Linked DNA regions of Mus musculus: region 2 is linked to region 1. The links are chromatin contacts, called in public HiChIP or PLAC-seq maps. All regions are on one chromosome and are shown on one strand. Each heading gives the region's core, a stretch centred on a gene start, on an enhancer-like site or on the middle of the called end of the contact. The rest is flanking DNA. Distances are from core to core; before and after follow the strand shown. Region 1 overlaps Zfp993 (zinc finger protein 845). Region 2 has its middle 18 kb from the start of Zfp985.

Evidence for each region. HiChIP or PLAC-seq counts read pairs in DNA pulled down with a chosen protein or histone mark.
Region 2: an H3K27ac HiChIP or PLAC-seq map of embryonic stem cells shows a contact between it and region 1, with 6 times the contacts expected there. The contact joins two enhancer-like sites. A contact is called at or near these places in 4 of 39 promoter capture datasets (the HPC-7 cell line, cranial neural crest, maxillary cranial neural crest and 1 more) and 9 of 115 datasets of contacts at active chromatin or transcription factors (bone marrow-derived dendritic cells, double positive thymocytes, embryonic stem cells and 2 more).

What each region holds. Positions count from the first base shown.
Region 1 is chr4:146,922,492-146,930,320 of GRCm38.p6, forward strand. The region is part of intron 6 of Zfp993 (zinc finger protein 845); the gene reads left to right. Among named protein-coding and RNA genes, the nearest start is that of Gm21411, 25 kb to the left of the region's middle. Within about 2 kb of position 3,035, at least 13 of the 459 cell types and tissues checked have an H3K27ac peak or open chromatin away from gene starts, as enhancers often do. A contact at or near this core is called in embryonic stem cells, where this site is marked.
Region 2 is chr4:147,531,663-147,539,491 of GRCm38.p6, forward strand. No RefSeq gene overlaps it. Among named protein-coding and RNA genes, the nearest start is that of Zfp985, 18 kb to the right of the region's middle. Within about 2 kb of position 4,714, at least 7 of the 459 cell types and tissues checked have an H3K27ac peak or open chromatin away from gene starts, as enhancers often do. A contact at or near this core is called in embryonic stem cells, where this site is marked.

The DNA.
Region 1 (7,829 bases), core at 1,785-4,284:
CATTTCAGCCTAAATAGGGAGACCTTGGAGAGGATTCAGATTGTGACCTTGAGTATATTGTGTGATATCTGGAGCTCGCTTTCATCATCTATGTCAATGCCAGTGAGAGGTGAAGTGGATATTACAGTCACTGTTTAGAATTACAACAGGGCCGCTAACTGAAGAGCAGTAATTCACTTCAACTGTCTATGGCCACAGCCACACTGGGTGCTGCAGATTTTATTCCTGTATTGTCTAAAGGGTTTGTCCTCTTGATCTCCTTGCTGGGACCTGACCTGTGCTCTCTGTCCAGAATTAACAATGAGGAATCAAGCCAGAATTGGTGTAGCAGTGGAGGATCTCTTGAGTTTGGGGCCAACCTGATCTACAGAGAAAATTTCAGGACAGTCAGGACTTCACAGAGAAACCTTATCCTTAACATCTCATGGCTGATTGCTCACTCTAAAGCATGGTGAATCTGCTTTCCTCCTCTTGCATCTCTTAGCCTGCCTATGGAAACCTAGAATTCCCACCTCTTCTTAGCCATTAGCAGCTAGCATCCTCATTGATTGATTAAAAACTACCTAGGTATCAGGAACTTCTGTGCTCACAAGCAGATTCCCAAACAAAGCATCAGAACCACACCCTGCAGAGAAGAGAGAGCAGCACAGCTTGAACTGTATGTAACCCTATTGGCTCCAACCTGTGTGTCCAGGTCTAAACTCCACAGCACATGGCTGTGTCTGGAGGCCAAGACTTTTAGGAAGGTAAGCAGGTAAAGGTCTGGCCCTACTCCAGTAACATTGCTGTTCTTCTAAATAGGGGACTCCATCAAAGTACAAGCAGACAACAATTGTGAGAGGGTGACAATCTAGAAGAGAAGGAAGAGACCTTTAGAAGCCAGACCAACAGTGCCTGACAGTGGACGTCAGCCTTCAGAACTAGGAGCAGTTAAGATTTCTGTTGGGTTACCATTACACTTTTTGGTGTTGTGGCATAGCATACATAGACCAATGGAAGCTACTTCAGGACCACTGTTGCTGGTCTGAACTGCTTGAGACTAGATCTACTTTAGTGTTTAGTATTTTCAAACATTTACATACATAATGAGACATCTTTACAAGAGGAACAAATTCAAACACATGATTCTTATGTGTTTTGTACACATGCACCCATGGGGTAGAGAGCTTAACACAAGAGCCAATAAGATGGCTCTTCAGGTAAAAGTGCACAATCCTGGTGACCTGAGTTCTATTGCATGGACCTTCTCAGAGGCATATCCTGCAAGTTATTCTCTGACCTCCAATCTCATGCCCATATACTCATTCAACTAGAATGATAGGTAAATAACAGACAGACAGACAGCAGACAGACAGAATAGAGTCCTGACAGAAACAACTTAAACAAGGATTTCTTTAAGAGGACAGGCTCTTGGTTCCAGAGAAATACAAGCCTGACTTGCAAGGAAAGTATGGCATGAATGTGAATGGTTACATTGTGTCTGCACTACAGAAGCAGGGAGAGATGCATGGTGGTGCTCAGCTTGCTTTCTACTTGTTACTTGTCCCAGGTCCACAGTCCACTATTTGGTGCTGCATACATCCAGGTTGTGTATTCCATTCTCAGCTGAAGCTCTGAGGAAATGTGCTTATAGACATGTCTAGAATCATGTTCCCTAGGTGACTCTAAATTTAGTTAAGGTGACAATAGAAACTGAGATCACATAAGACCACAGACTTTTGTCGCTGATAGCATCACTGTGGTAATGTAAGAATTTTAAATTTGGGGATGTATTGGAATCTGATTTTTCAGGTAAAGAGTGATCAGTCTTTCCTGTGATGGTTGTCATGGATATAACGTCTGCTCAATAAGGTAAAAGATATCATTGAGTGTTCATGAAAAGTGATGAAACCTATTAATCCATTATTATCTGTGTACTACCTGGCACAGGAAGGCATCCTCTTGTTGGGTAGATGACACTCTGGAGTGTTTTCTCACAATCCAGATTAGAATGGTTTTCCAGTTTTCCATTGTAAGATTGGGGACTCCTATTTTGTGGGTTCAGCATCCCCAGAGTTAAGAACCTTTTTAGCATCCTAGAGGCCTAAAGAGCTAAGACAGTAAGCTAGGCAGAGTGATGCATTCTTTTTTTTTTAAGATTTATTTATTATATATAAGTACACTGTAGCTGTCTTCAGACACACCAGAAGAGGGCGTCAGATCTCGTTATGGATGGTTGTGAGCCACCATGTGGTTGCTGGGATTTGAACTCCGGACCTTTGGAAGAGCAGTCGGGTACTCTTACCCACTGAGCCATCTCACCAGCCCAGAGTGATGCATTCTTACAAATCAGAATGGAATTAGAGGAGAGGGGATGTCTGTAAATTCAAGGCAAGTCTTGTCTACACAGAAAGTTCTAGGACAACTTCCCTCTTCTGAGATTGAAACTATGTGACATAACTTGGCTTATTTATTCATTCTTTTTTTTTTTTAATTTTGAGACAGATCTCACTGTGGAGTCTTGTCTGGAACTCCCTATGTAAACCAGGTTGATCTTGTATTCACAGAGATCTACCCTTCTCTAGCTCCCCAGAACTGGATAAAGTTGTATACCACCATGCCTGCCTAGTTCCATTTTTGATAGGATTTCTTAAGCAGCCCTGGTAGAATTTAGACTCAGCATCTCACTGAGGTTAATCTTGAACTTCTGATCCTGCTGCCTCACTTCCCTAAGTGCTAGGTTATAGCCTTCTGCTGCCACACAGGGTTTTATGAGTGCAGTGGATTGAACTCATGGCTTCCTTCAGGCTACACAAGTATTACAGAGAACTCCTTCCATAGTCTGGACCTTAGGCTGAATCATTTTCTCTTTTACGTGTCTGGATACCTCGAGTTACATGGTGATTTTGTGAAAGAAATTGAGCATCTGAATGCTTTTTAATATAAATCCGAGCCTTGGAGAAGGACACACGGATCAGCCGAGGCTAGGAAAAGCTGTCCCACAACCTGAGCCTGTGCGATGGGCCACTCCACAGGTAGGGACCCAAAGGTCTGATCAGGTCATTTGGATATGAGGGCCTCTTGGGAGGCTCCCAGTCTGGAGTGTTTGAAATGAGACACAGACCACAGAATTCGGTGTGACTTCAAAGAATGATGGCTTCCAGAAACTCTAACTTTCTAACTATACTGAATGCTGACGGTAACTTCTAAAAAGGCATATATATATATTTTTTTTGTTTATTCTGAGAGTTAAAAGCTACTGGCTTAGGCAATTAGGCAATTACCACCTGTAGCCTAACAGCAGGATTGTAAGTAATGTAGCCTCTGTGCTGTCTCCCATGAATTGCAGCGCACAAACTTACAGCCTGCTGCTTGATTTGGAGGAAAGAAAGGGGACACTTTAAAAAGAGATTTTAATGTTCATTTCTAAGTTGTAAATCTTTCCTATGAAAGCTCTCTAAGAAAAGGGGGGAAAGCTGAATGATCTAGAGCTGAACAAGGGAAATTTGTGCTCCTCACTTTATCCTCAGCCCTTATACATCTTCCAGAATACATGACCACATGGTAAAAAATGATCACAAGTTTACACATAAATTCAAATCATAAATCGAATAAGAAGTTTAAAACACTGAATGTTAACATGCATATTCATTAAGAGTAATTACATGGTTATACATTCCTCACCTATCACAGGTCCACAGGTTCACAGAGGGTTAAAAATAGTAAGTAAGTTATTAGTAAAGTTTTGCAAATATAAATCTAGCCAATCTCTTTTCTTCTGTTCTTGTACCTATAATAAATCATTCATTCCCTTTTTATGACTTTTAACTAATGCTTTTACAACCTCTGAGCAGAAAAATGTCTGGTTTTTATCTCCGAAGTGAGAATAAAGGATAGCAGAGTTTTCACTGCAGTTCTGACTATCAGAATGGTATTAATTTTGTTATTAAAAGAGCTTAGTAATTAACATCAACTTAGGAATTTTTTGGATCATTATTGTATAGGATAAAGAAACTATCTACATATCTTTAGTGTATCACTACAAGTTAGTTCATCTTGTAGTTCTTCAGAGATCTGCTCAACCTTGTGAACTGATTCCTAATGGTCTATATTTATGTTTAATAGTGACAGGAAAAGCACATTAAGAGCAGCAATCTTTCCTTAAGTGATTTTCTCCAGGACCTTGCCTACTGAAGCTCTTTCATAATTTTGCTAGCCTAAAGTGAAGTAATCTCAGGAAGATCACCAGTTTGTTGTCCTCAGATATTAGGACATATTAACTTGTCCTTTGATAGCTCTTACTAATTGTATATCTTCAGGAATTAATAAGGATTTTTCTATTAGGATGATTGTAAAGCGCCCTGCTTATGTTTTGCTGCCAGTAGATATAGGGGAAGAATCTTGGTATGATAATTCAACTTTAGAAGTTGTAAAGAATATTAATGAGCTAACTAGGCCTAAAAGGTGTGTGGCTGCTCTTATTTTAGGAATATCTGCCTTGATAGCAATGCTTACTACCTTTGCAGTTTCAACTACTGCTCTGGTGAAAAGTATGCAGACTGCAACCTTTGTTAATGAATTGCATAGGAATATTACCTTAGGCTTGTCTGAATAAAGGATAATTGATTTGAAATTGGAAGCAAGGAATAATGCCTTAGAAGATGTAGTTTTGAAAATGGGACAGGCGGTGGCAAATATTAAAGCTAGATTGTCCACTAAATGTCATGTTAAATTTCAATATATTTGTGTTACACCATTGTCATATAATTCATCCTTAGAAGAATGGAATAGGACAAGGGCACATTTGTTAGGTATTTGGAAAGATGATAGTATCTCCTATGATATGAAACAATTACAGGAATAAATTACAGTTATGATTCAACGATATTTGGATAGCTGGGATGTGAATAAATTAGCTTTTATTCATTTATTTATTTATTATTTATTTATTTATTTATTTACGGCTAATGTGAAGTGTTGTTTCTGTAACTTCTTTTTCAGCCTGTTTATCACTTTGTGTGGAGCAGAACTAATGATTTCTTCAAGTCAATTGTGTATGTAGATACTTTGCTACATTTATCAATGTAACGTTTTGGTAGAATTTTTTTTGGCTCACATATATATACTGTCATATTATCTGAAAATAGAAAAATCACTGTTTTATTTTTTTTTCGAAACAGGGTTTCTCTGTATGGCCCCGGCTGTCCTGGAACTCACTTTGTAGACCAGGCTGGCCTCGAACTCAGAAATCTTCCTGCCTCTGCCTCCCGAGTGCTGGGATTAAAGGTGTGCGCCAACACGCCCGGCCAAAAATCACTATTTTCTTCTTTCCAAATGGTATTCCCTTAGTTTCTTTTAGTTGCCTTATTGCTTGAGCTAGAACTTCAAATACTATATCAAAGAGACATGGGGACAACTGACAGACTTTTCTTGTGATAGAGAATTCTTTCTTTAAACCTTTGCTTTTAACATGGAATTTTTAAAATGTAATTCCAAAGCCTTTAGTACACTTCCTATCAATTAATGGTCAATTTCGTTATTACCCTGTGCCAGAGAGCCTGGCAAATCTGTATGGAATCTTATATGTGTTATATGTAGTCAATTACTCTTATTTGTTATAGTTGAATAAATAGTGAAGTCAATTCAGAATCATCCTAAATAAGATCAACAGGCTCTATGTGTAAAACAAACATTTCTCTATATTGAGAGGTATTTACTATGATAAGACACTTGAAAATCTGAGAACACCATGAGTATTGCACATAATTAAGATTTTTGAACTGATTTCCTGGGACTCTCAGCCACCTTACTTAAATCTTCTGCCTTTCCTGATTTATTAGCCTCAGTGTAAAATGTAGCGGCTCCAGATATTGGAATTCCCTTTAATGTATGAGGGAAAATCCAAGTAGTTCATTTTATGAACTGAAGTCACTTGCTTTTAGGGTATCTGTTGTTATCCAAGAAATTACTGCAAGCTTGTTTATCAACATTCATGTTGTGTCCATAGTGAGTCAATCTCTACATTAATAAATGGTACCACGATTTCAGCTGGATCCATTCCAACTAATTTTTGAAGTCTCTTTTTTTTATTTTTAGTAACAATTCAGAGACCATCTCCATGTAGGCTTTTAATTTCTTACTCTGTTTATGTGCTAAAAATATCCATTCTAATATATAATCTTCCATCTGCATGAGAATTCCTGTAGGGGAATGAATAGAAGGTAAGATAACTAAGATGCAGACCATTTTGGAACACTATGAACTAGTTGTATGTCTTGCAATTACCTTTCTACCAGAGCTAAGGCCTTCTCAGTCTTGGCTGGTAATTTTCTCAGGCTCTTTATATCTTTATCATCTTGTAAGGTTTGAAATAAATTGCTTAGCACTTGAGTGGCCAAGCCAATTGTAGGCCACAGCCAGTTACTATCTCCCAATAATATCTGAAAATCATTAAGAGTCCTGAAATGGTCTTTCCTGATTTGAACCTTTTATGACCTAACCTGTTGCAGACTTATTTTAGATAATAGACAATTAATAGAAGGCACTCATTATATTATTTTCAGGGGTGATTTGCAATCTTCAGCAAGGCAAGGTTTTTTTTTGTTGTTGTTCTTTGGTTTTTGGTTTTTTTTTCATCAAACATTTTTTCCATGATATTTAAATCTGAATTAGTAAATAGAATGTCATCTATATAATGACAGATAATGGATTGGGGAAATTGTGAATCATCTATAATGGTTGTTGTACTAAATATTGACACATGTAAGGCTATTTAACATTCCTTATGGCAGGATATTCCAATGATATCTTTTACTGAGCAACTTCTATTGAAGGTAAGTACTGAGAAAGCAAACTTTTCCTTATCACATTCAAGTAGAGGAATTGTGAAAAGGCAGTTTTTTAGGTTAATCTCTATGATAAGCCATTCCTTAGGCAACAAAGAAGGCAATGGGATTCCAGGCTGCAAGGAACTCATTGGATGAATAATCTTTTTAATTGCTCTGAGATCTCTTAAAGACCTCCATTTCCCAGATTTTTTAAAATGACAACTACCTGAGAATTCCAAGGGATAGTAGACTCCTCTATAGGCTGAGCCTCCAGCTGCTCCTGGACTAAGTGTTCTATTGCCTCTTGGTTTTCTTTTGTCATATACCATTGATCAATCCAAATGTGTGGGTCAGTCAATCACCTTAGTGATAGGCTGTTGGTGTCTTATCAGCAGTGGCTCCTTGATGAAGAGCTAAAATGTCAGCCTCTGCTGTATCTTATTTATGGATAGCCTAGATAGTTTCTAAATGTCTTTGATAACATTCCTTAGCTATTTTATCTGCCAAAATGGCTAGGGACCCCTGATGTTGGATCACGCTGGCAGGGGAGCATAAAAGTTTGCCCAATACCTGCAATAAAGGAGTCTGCTTTTGCCACTTGCCTGAATCTCAGAGTCTGTGTCTTTGGTTATATGCCTTACCACCTTCCCAATGGTCTCAGTTGGGATCACAAGCAATAATCATACAAGTGAAATGTGTAGTTTTAAAACTATGTTGTGGGCTGAGTGGTTCTGCTTTGTCCTGCAAAGGACGCCTGCATGGCTCCTGGCTGACCGGACTCGAACTGAGTAGATTCTGGTGGGAATTTGATGACCGCCTGTTCCAAAGTTGGCAGGAACTGTTCGTGGAGACTATCGCAAAAGATGCCTACTGCTGTGCTCAACAAGGAAAGAGGAAAACTCTCCAGAGGAGAGATTTGGATAATGCAATAGAAGCTGTGGATGAATTTGCTTTTCTAGAAGGCACTTTGGATTAATTGTGGAGCTGGATGGTCTGAGCCTTGGCTGCATCTGTCATCTTTCC
Region 2 (7,829 bases), core at 3,464-5,963, 610 kb after region 1:
TCTCCTCCTCTGCCTCCTCTTTTTCTGTCTTTGCCCTCTCTAAAATCTCCAGCCCTACCTTTCCCTTTTATTGCCCAATCACAAGCTCTGGCCTTTATGCAACCAACTAAAATGGAGAGAAGGTTCACATGAAATTACATGAGTATATAGTCCACTGTTCATTGGGGCAGCCCCTCTTGAGGAAGCAGAATAGGCATTAAAGTACAAACAGCACCAGGACAATCTACATTTCGTTCAATCCCTTTTGTTGAACTAAAAGGATCTTTTCTCTCACATATAAATTGAGCACAACTCTTGAATTATGAAATTTTAAAAGTAAAATTACCCTAAACACCCAGGCCATCCATCTTCTCCATTTAGATAAAACACTACCATATATCCTAACTTTAAAGGCTTACAATTCTATACCTGAATTGTTTCCTGGTTTTAACTTGTATTTGAAAACCATCCTCTCAAATATATATCATGTCAGTCAATGCCAAACATTGTTAATTTGCTATGAGAGTACAACAAGTCTTCAGCACCCGTAAGAAAGAAATCCAAGCATGTCCTAAATATTACCTGAAAATATAGGAAGCATAAAACATAGCTTCCAAAACCCAACCAAACTGTGGACACAGCTGACAACCTCAAAATGGTGGAGCATCAATCTTCAGCCTTCTGGCCAGGATCATCTGTCAGAACTTTGTAAAGCAGAATTTTGAAGGACTGCTTATCCTGTCTTGGCAGATCTATTAGTTGCTCTTCCACATAGTATGTCCTTTTCCTGGACAGGACTTTTGTCTGTAGATGAAGTGAGGCAATTCTTCTCTGGTGGCTATCTCGCCACAACTGGAGCAACTCCACTGTTGTGCATTTCATGTTTATACAAAGAATGGATGCTGTCAGGGGCAGACATGTCTCTAGTCAAGTAATCTTTAATAATGAAATTGCCTTAACTGTAGTATTCGGTGGACTTCTGACGCCTTTGGAAACTATTGATCTATACAAAGTATATTTGTACTGTTAAGCATTGACTACTCTCAACCGTTTCTGACTGTTATATCTCAAAAAAATGTGTAATTAACTCAGGACTATGATTCCATTATCTGACCCTTAACTTGTATTTTCAATCATCTATTTAGTAATAGCAGACATAGAAGGACCCAGTCTAAGCTTTGTATTCTTAAATGTGTTGACTGGGTACAAATCCTATCTAATAACAATAATATTACTCCCAATTTTTATATCAATCTATGAATTTCATACCATTGAAAACCTTAACTGTATTGAAATAAATTCTGTAGAAATGTAAGAAATTATACATTCAATGCTACATCAATTATAAAGATTTCTATCTGTAAGATATGGCCATGCAATGTTTTAAGAGTAAAGTTGACAACCTATTCTTATTTGTCTAGTATTCTAATTTCTATATTACTATATCCCATCTTTATCTTCCCTATAACTTTTATTTACCTAAGAAGGAAGGATAGAGAAGAGGAAAGGAAAGGTAGAAGTCCCTGAGTCTAAGCTCTGTAGCTCCCTCCCTGTCTAAATCTACAATATTTGTAAAATATTCCTTAAAATGATAACATATCTATGATTCATAAAATAACCAGAACCATCCACCACAACATAAGATATTGATACGATGATCTTCTTTTGTCTGCTTATAGCTGCATTGAGGTGAAAAAAAATCCCTTCTGTGGGCTGAAGGGAAAAAACAGGAAAATTGGTTTGGTCAAAGGAGGACTAGTTGGTGTTTTGCCTTCCAGGCATTATGTGCTGAGAAAGTTCATTGCTTAGATGAAATCTTGACTGTGGCAGTCTGAAAGGCTGAATAGGTGATCTAGATATTCTTGAAAAGTTTTGGGAACAACTATTTAGAAGAAACAGCTTCAATGTACTTGAGGTAGAATCAAACAAGGAGGCAGAATGGAAGGTCACATAATCTCAACATCCTGGAGTGTGAATCTTAGCAGTGCTGTCTTTCTCTTCTTTCATCCTGCACTATAGAAAACTTACAAGCAACATAAAATTCTGGAAAGACATTCATATGGAGCATGCAGGGTACACAGACTGATTAGTTAAGATCAATGAAGGAAGACAACTGCCTTTCTTCAGAGATTAGTTTGATCACATAGTCAAACTACAATATAAATTTCCATTCATGCCATCTTAAAGGGTGGTATGTAAAAAGTCATGAGAATTTTGTACCTAATAACGGTTATCGGGTGTGTTTATAGACATTTTAGTCAAAGCCAGTTCCAGATCTGTCTCTATATACAGAGACATAAACATCACCACGTATATAGCACCTAGCTTGTTGATTGTGTTAGTCTCCCTTTCCTTCTCCATAGCCAAGGTATTCAGGAGGTCTTCTTTTGTCATATCTCATTTTTATCAACTTGTAAGGAACCCATAGCTTTTCTTTTCCTGTGGAAATATAAGCATAACCCCTCCACTAGAATAACACATTTGTTATTTTCCATACTGATTTCATAATATCTTTAATATAAACAGGCTGGTTTAGTTTAGTAGTTCTTTCCACAATCGAATGTCTTTCAGCATCTGTAGTGTTTTCTTCATTAGCATTTAAATCTTTAAGGTTATTAAAGCATTATATAATCAATTTTGGGGATTTTTGTTGCCCCCTTTTGCCTGTTAAATATCCCCTTTAGAGTTTTCTTAGACATTTCCACAATCGATTGTCATGTAGGGTTATATGATATTCTTGTTATGTATTTTATATATAATAACATTTTAAAAAGCTGCTTCATCATACTAGAGACGTATGCTGGACCATTGTGTGTCTTGATTTGTATGGGTATTCCCAGAATGGCCATAACCTCTAACAAATGGGTAGTTACAGATTCAGCCTTTTCTGATGCTGAGGAAGCTTCCCATTGAAATCCTTAATAAGTGTCGATAGTATGATGCACACATTTCAGTTTACCAAACTTTGTAAAATGGAATACATCCATTTGCCAAAGGACATTTTTTTCATACCCTTATGCTTAGTTCCTGAAGGTAATAGAATTTGATTGTATAATGAGCAAGTAGGACATTGCCTCACATTTTCCTTAGCTCTTTCTTTAAAACTTTGCTGTTAACATGATTTTTTATGAAATTCTAAAGCCTCTTTTGTTCTTTCTATCAATAGCTGGTCAATTTCATTATCACCTTGTGACAGAGGGCCTGGCAAACCTGTATGCGATCTTATGTGTGTTATATATAGTGAATGACTCCTATTTCTTATCAATTGTGCTAGCTGAAGAAATAGTGAAGTCAATTCAGATTCATCCTGAATAAGATCAACAGTCTGTATTGGAAAAGCAACCCTTTCTGCATATTGAGAGTCAGTTACTATATTAAGAGACTCTTCAGAATCTGACAACACCATGAGTATTGCACATAATTCAGATATTTGATCAGATTTATAAGAATATTCAGTACCCTACATCTTCTGATTTATGTCCTGCCTTTCCTGATTTATTGGCCTCAGCGTAAAATGTAGGGGCTCCAGATAATGGAATTTCCTTTATTTTATGAGGGAGAATCCAAGTAGTTCTTTTTATGAAATGAAATCATACTTTTATAGTATCTGTTTTTAATCTCTCCAAGAAGTTACTGCATGTTCTTTACCAAGATTCACCTTGTGGCCATAAGGAGGCAATCTCTGCATTATTAAAAGGTACCACGATTTTAGTTGGGTCCGTTCCAACTAATTGTCAAAGTCTCATTTTTTTTTCCTTTTAGTATAAATTCAAAGACCTTCTCCATGTAGGGTTTTCTTACGCTGTTTATGTGCTAAAAATATCCATTCTTTTATTTTTTTAAATTCATATATTTATTTGTTTGTTTGTTTTTGAGCCTGTTTCCCTGTATAGTGCTAGCTTTCCTGGAACTCACTATGTAGATCGGGCTGGCCTTGAACTCAGAAGTCTGCCTGCTTCTGCATCCCAAGTGCTAGGATCAAAGTCATTTGCTACCACTGCCCGGCAAATATTCATTCTAATTTATCTTCCCTCTGCATGGGAATTCCTCGAGGGAAATGAGTTGAAATTAAGATAACTAAGATGCAGGCCATCTTTGGATAAATACTGTCTAGAAGTGTAGATCCCTTGCTACTTGTGGCTTCACCAGGCCACGTGGTTTTGCTCCATCTTCCTTCCACCTCCTTTTCTTCCATCTTCCACTATCTTCTTTGTTTCCTTGTCTGCCTCTCCTCCTTCCCCTCTTCTCCCTTTCTAAAACCTCCAGCCCCACGTTTTCCTTCCACTGCCCAATCACAGGCTTCAGTCTTTATTTGACCAATTTGACCAATTTAAATGGGGAGAAGTTTCACATTAAATCACCAGAGAATGTGATCCACTCCTCCTTGGGGCAGCTCCATTTGAGGAAGCAGAATTAGCATCAAAATACAAACAGCACCAGGGCAATCCACAACAAGGACTACCCTTCACACACACCCATGACATTCCTCCATTGTGCAAACCATGTGGGCCCAGAGCCATGGCCTCACTACCATGGAAGCCATGGAAGTCTCCCACTAAGCACAAGACAACTGAGTCCAACATACACTTTCCTCCTTCCACAATTCTCCCCTTTCTTATTAATTTACCCCTGTGTCTCATCTGGCCATTGGTAGACTTCCTTCCCACTTAAGGGAACCCCAAATAAAATCTCTTAGGTGGTTCCTTTTCATCAGTGGCATGAATGTCAGTTTCTCTGTTCTGGAAACCCTCTGGACTGAGGCAGGAGTTCTATCCCCATGCATTGCTCTGAGAACGTTTGAGAGCCTGATACATGGATGAGGGTTTTCTTTCAAGCCAGGAAATTCATGGCGAATTCGGGTGACACAGACTGAACTCAGGTGGTCCCTCAACATTCAGGAGATCAGGGTTTCAGTATTCAGGTGGGCAAGGAGTCGGTGTCGAGTGTCAATCAGACAAGAACACAAGGGAGTGTTGATCTGAATGTAAGTTCTCAAAGTGAGCATCATCCTTATAATACAGAAGAAAATAAGGAAGTGAGGTGACGCATCACTCAAGGTACGCTGAGGTTACCCGATTCTTAATGACTCTTTACACAAAACAGAAGAATGCATACATAAAGACTGTCAGGAACTAGTCAATGTAAGAACTGAGACAAAGTCAGCTCTATCTCAGGTCAGCTGTATTCTTAGAAGCCATGTATGAGGTCATTATGCTCCTGTGGCAAGGGCTTTCATGTACAAGCCATAGTTCTAATTCTGATTTATTGTTTATCCTACCACCACACAGCTCTTAGTAAATACCTAGCTATGCTATTCCTCTGGGCTAGTGAAAGTATGTGCTAGGGAATTCTGCTCTAGCTAATGTTCTCATGAATAATGCAATACTCTAGTTCCTCCTTCAACCACAGTAGGATCTTCTTCCTAAACCATTGTAAATTCCTGTATATGGTAGTGAATTGGCTGTTATTCTAAGTGATTTTGTGGGGAACTTTCTTCTATTAAGTAATGTAGTCTGCCATACATAACTATAATAAGAATTCTAAACTTACTTTCTTAAGCTTGCCCTGAATTTTCTAACTCTATGTAGTAGATAGTAATGCCTTATTTCTTTCAATATATCTCCTTCAAAACTGGAGTCAATTCATCTGAATAGGTCATAGTTACTAAATTCTAAGCCCAGGGTTGGCTCAAGGACTGCCTAGGACATTGGTGAAGGCCAGGAAGGAAAGTTCAACCTAATTTAGGTATTTGACAAATCATTCCTTGGAGGCACCTATAATAAAATAATACTGAAAGAAAGCACACAGAACCATTCACCAAGTATAGCAAGGATGAATCTGAGACATATTTGTTTATGGGACACCAGAATCATTCCGGGAGACAAGTTCCTTGAAAATTTATGCCTCAGGACTGAGGCCAAGCCTTTGGGCCTGCCACAGAGTTTTTACTTGAGTGGGAGTGGCATTCTGGTATAGTTCCCCACCACCACTTTTGTTATGATTCTTATTGACGTTATAACTAATTTAAAAGTTTTTCCATAGAGGAAGTTATTGCTACTCACAAAAAATATTGTTAGGAATAGGGAAGTGTATATGTGTCTGTAACTGCCTCTTCTCCAGCTATCTTAGCCTTGGCAAACTCACGTCATGGTGAGGAGGAGGAGTCTATTGCAGGCATCTGAAAGCTTGGTGTTAGCTGCAAACCTCCCACCTCCACAGGACACATGGCATGAACTTTGTGCCAGGGATACTACTGCCCTACCTCTCCCACATATAAAAATCCTCCCTCACATTTGCAGCCTCCTCTGGTTGGGCTCCAAGAATCTCCTGCCTTCCAGCTACCTCTTTAGGCCCACAAGACATGACCCGAGGCTTAAAAAGGGGATCACCCACAATTGTAAGGACTGCTGTCTACTCAGGCCCTCCTTTCCCTGAGTCCAAACTTAACTTACTCAGGTAGAGGCTTTGTTTCACCTAAACTTCCTCAGCTTTGATGATCAGAGATTAAACCCTGTCTATAAACATTGGGCTTTCCTACCCAGGAAAACCCCCTTCCATTAGTATAGTGGAGTGGTGCCCTAACCTCATAATGTCAGTCACCTGCTCCCTGGCTGACACAGGGCTGAGGATATGTTTGTGTTTTTCCCCAGGAATCCACAACACCAGGATGAATGGCAGTATGGGTCACCCAACCATCCAGGGAAAAGTAAAAAGGGGATGAACCCTGTACCTCCTCAGACCTTTTGGGTGAGGAGGCTGCACTTGTAGGAGATAAGTTTCTACTTGTCTGTGATCCCTGCATTCATGCCATTTGTCTTAAGCCCTATTAAGTACAAAATATTTCCCAGGCCCATGAACAACTGTCCCATTTCACTGAGGAAACTTGACCCAACATAGTTTAAAATGATTCAGTTTTCTCAGAAAAAGTATATCCTTGCTCAACGAGAGCAGAGTATCCATTCTTGCTTTTGATATGGAGTTCATGGAAAAGGTTTGGGACAACATAAAAGGTCTTCTGACTCCTCCTGGATAGTATCTTATGCTATAATCAGAATAACAATAATAATAATAATTTAAAAATAAATATTGTTCAAATGTCTTGCACAGCACATCTCTTAGCAATGCTCTATCAACATAGGTATGCTTCAACTACTGATGGTTCTTGAGCATTTAGAGTGAGGCCTTCCCAGAGAGGGTATTAGAGCTTAGCTCAGAAATTCCCAAGAGTTCTGTTTAGGCTCTCTCCTTACATCCTTATATGCCCTCTGGGATGGCTGTCCTTTCAGTGTTGGTAGACAATGAAGGGTAAGAACCTGTTTGGCAGGTCAACATAAGACAGGCATGGTCAACCATATGGAAGAACACCTTAGATCGGGCCAAAAATTCTGACTCCCACTGTGCTATCAAAAATTTAAATAAGCCAGGCAGTGGTGACACACACCTTTGATCCCAGCACTTGGGAGGCAGAGGCAGCAGATTTCTGAGTTCCAAGACAGTCAGTGTTATATAGAGAAGTAATCTTAATTGCAAATAAGATTTATTATTCAAATTGTTCTTTTCATCCATCTGGAAATAACAATATGTTTACAATGAGAAAGAAGACAATATTTATTGATGTAAAGACTAAACTTTTTTGAGCATCTGTGAGAAGGTTCAGTGTGAAATGTCTGTAGGGTGCAAGACTAGAAACTGGAACTTAATCAATATATAAAAAATGTGCAGTGGCTGGAGATATGGCTCTGTGGGTAATAACACTGACCATTCTTCCAGAGGTTATGAGTTCAGTTTCCAGCAACAGTGTGGTGGGTCACAACCATGTGTAATGGGATTTGATACCCTCTTCTAGTGTG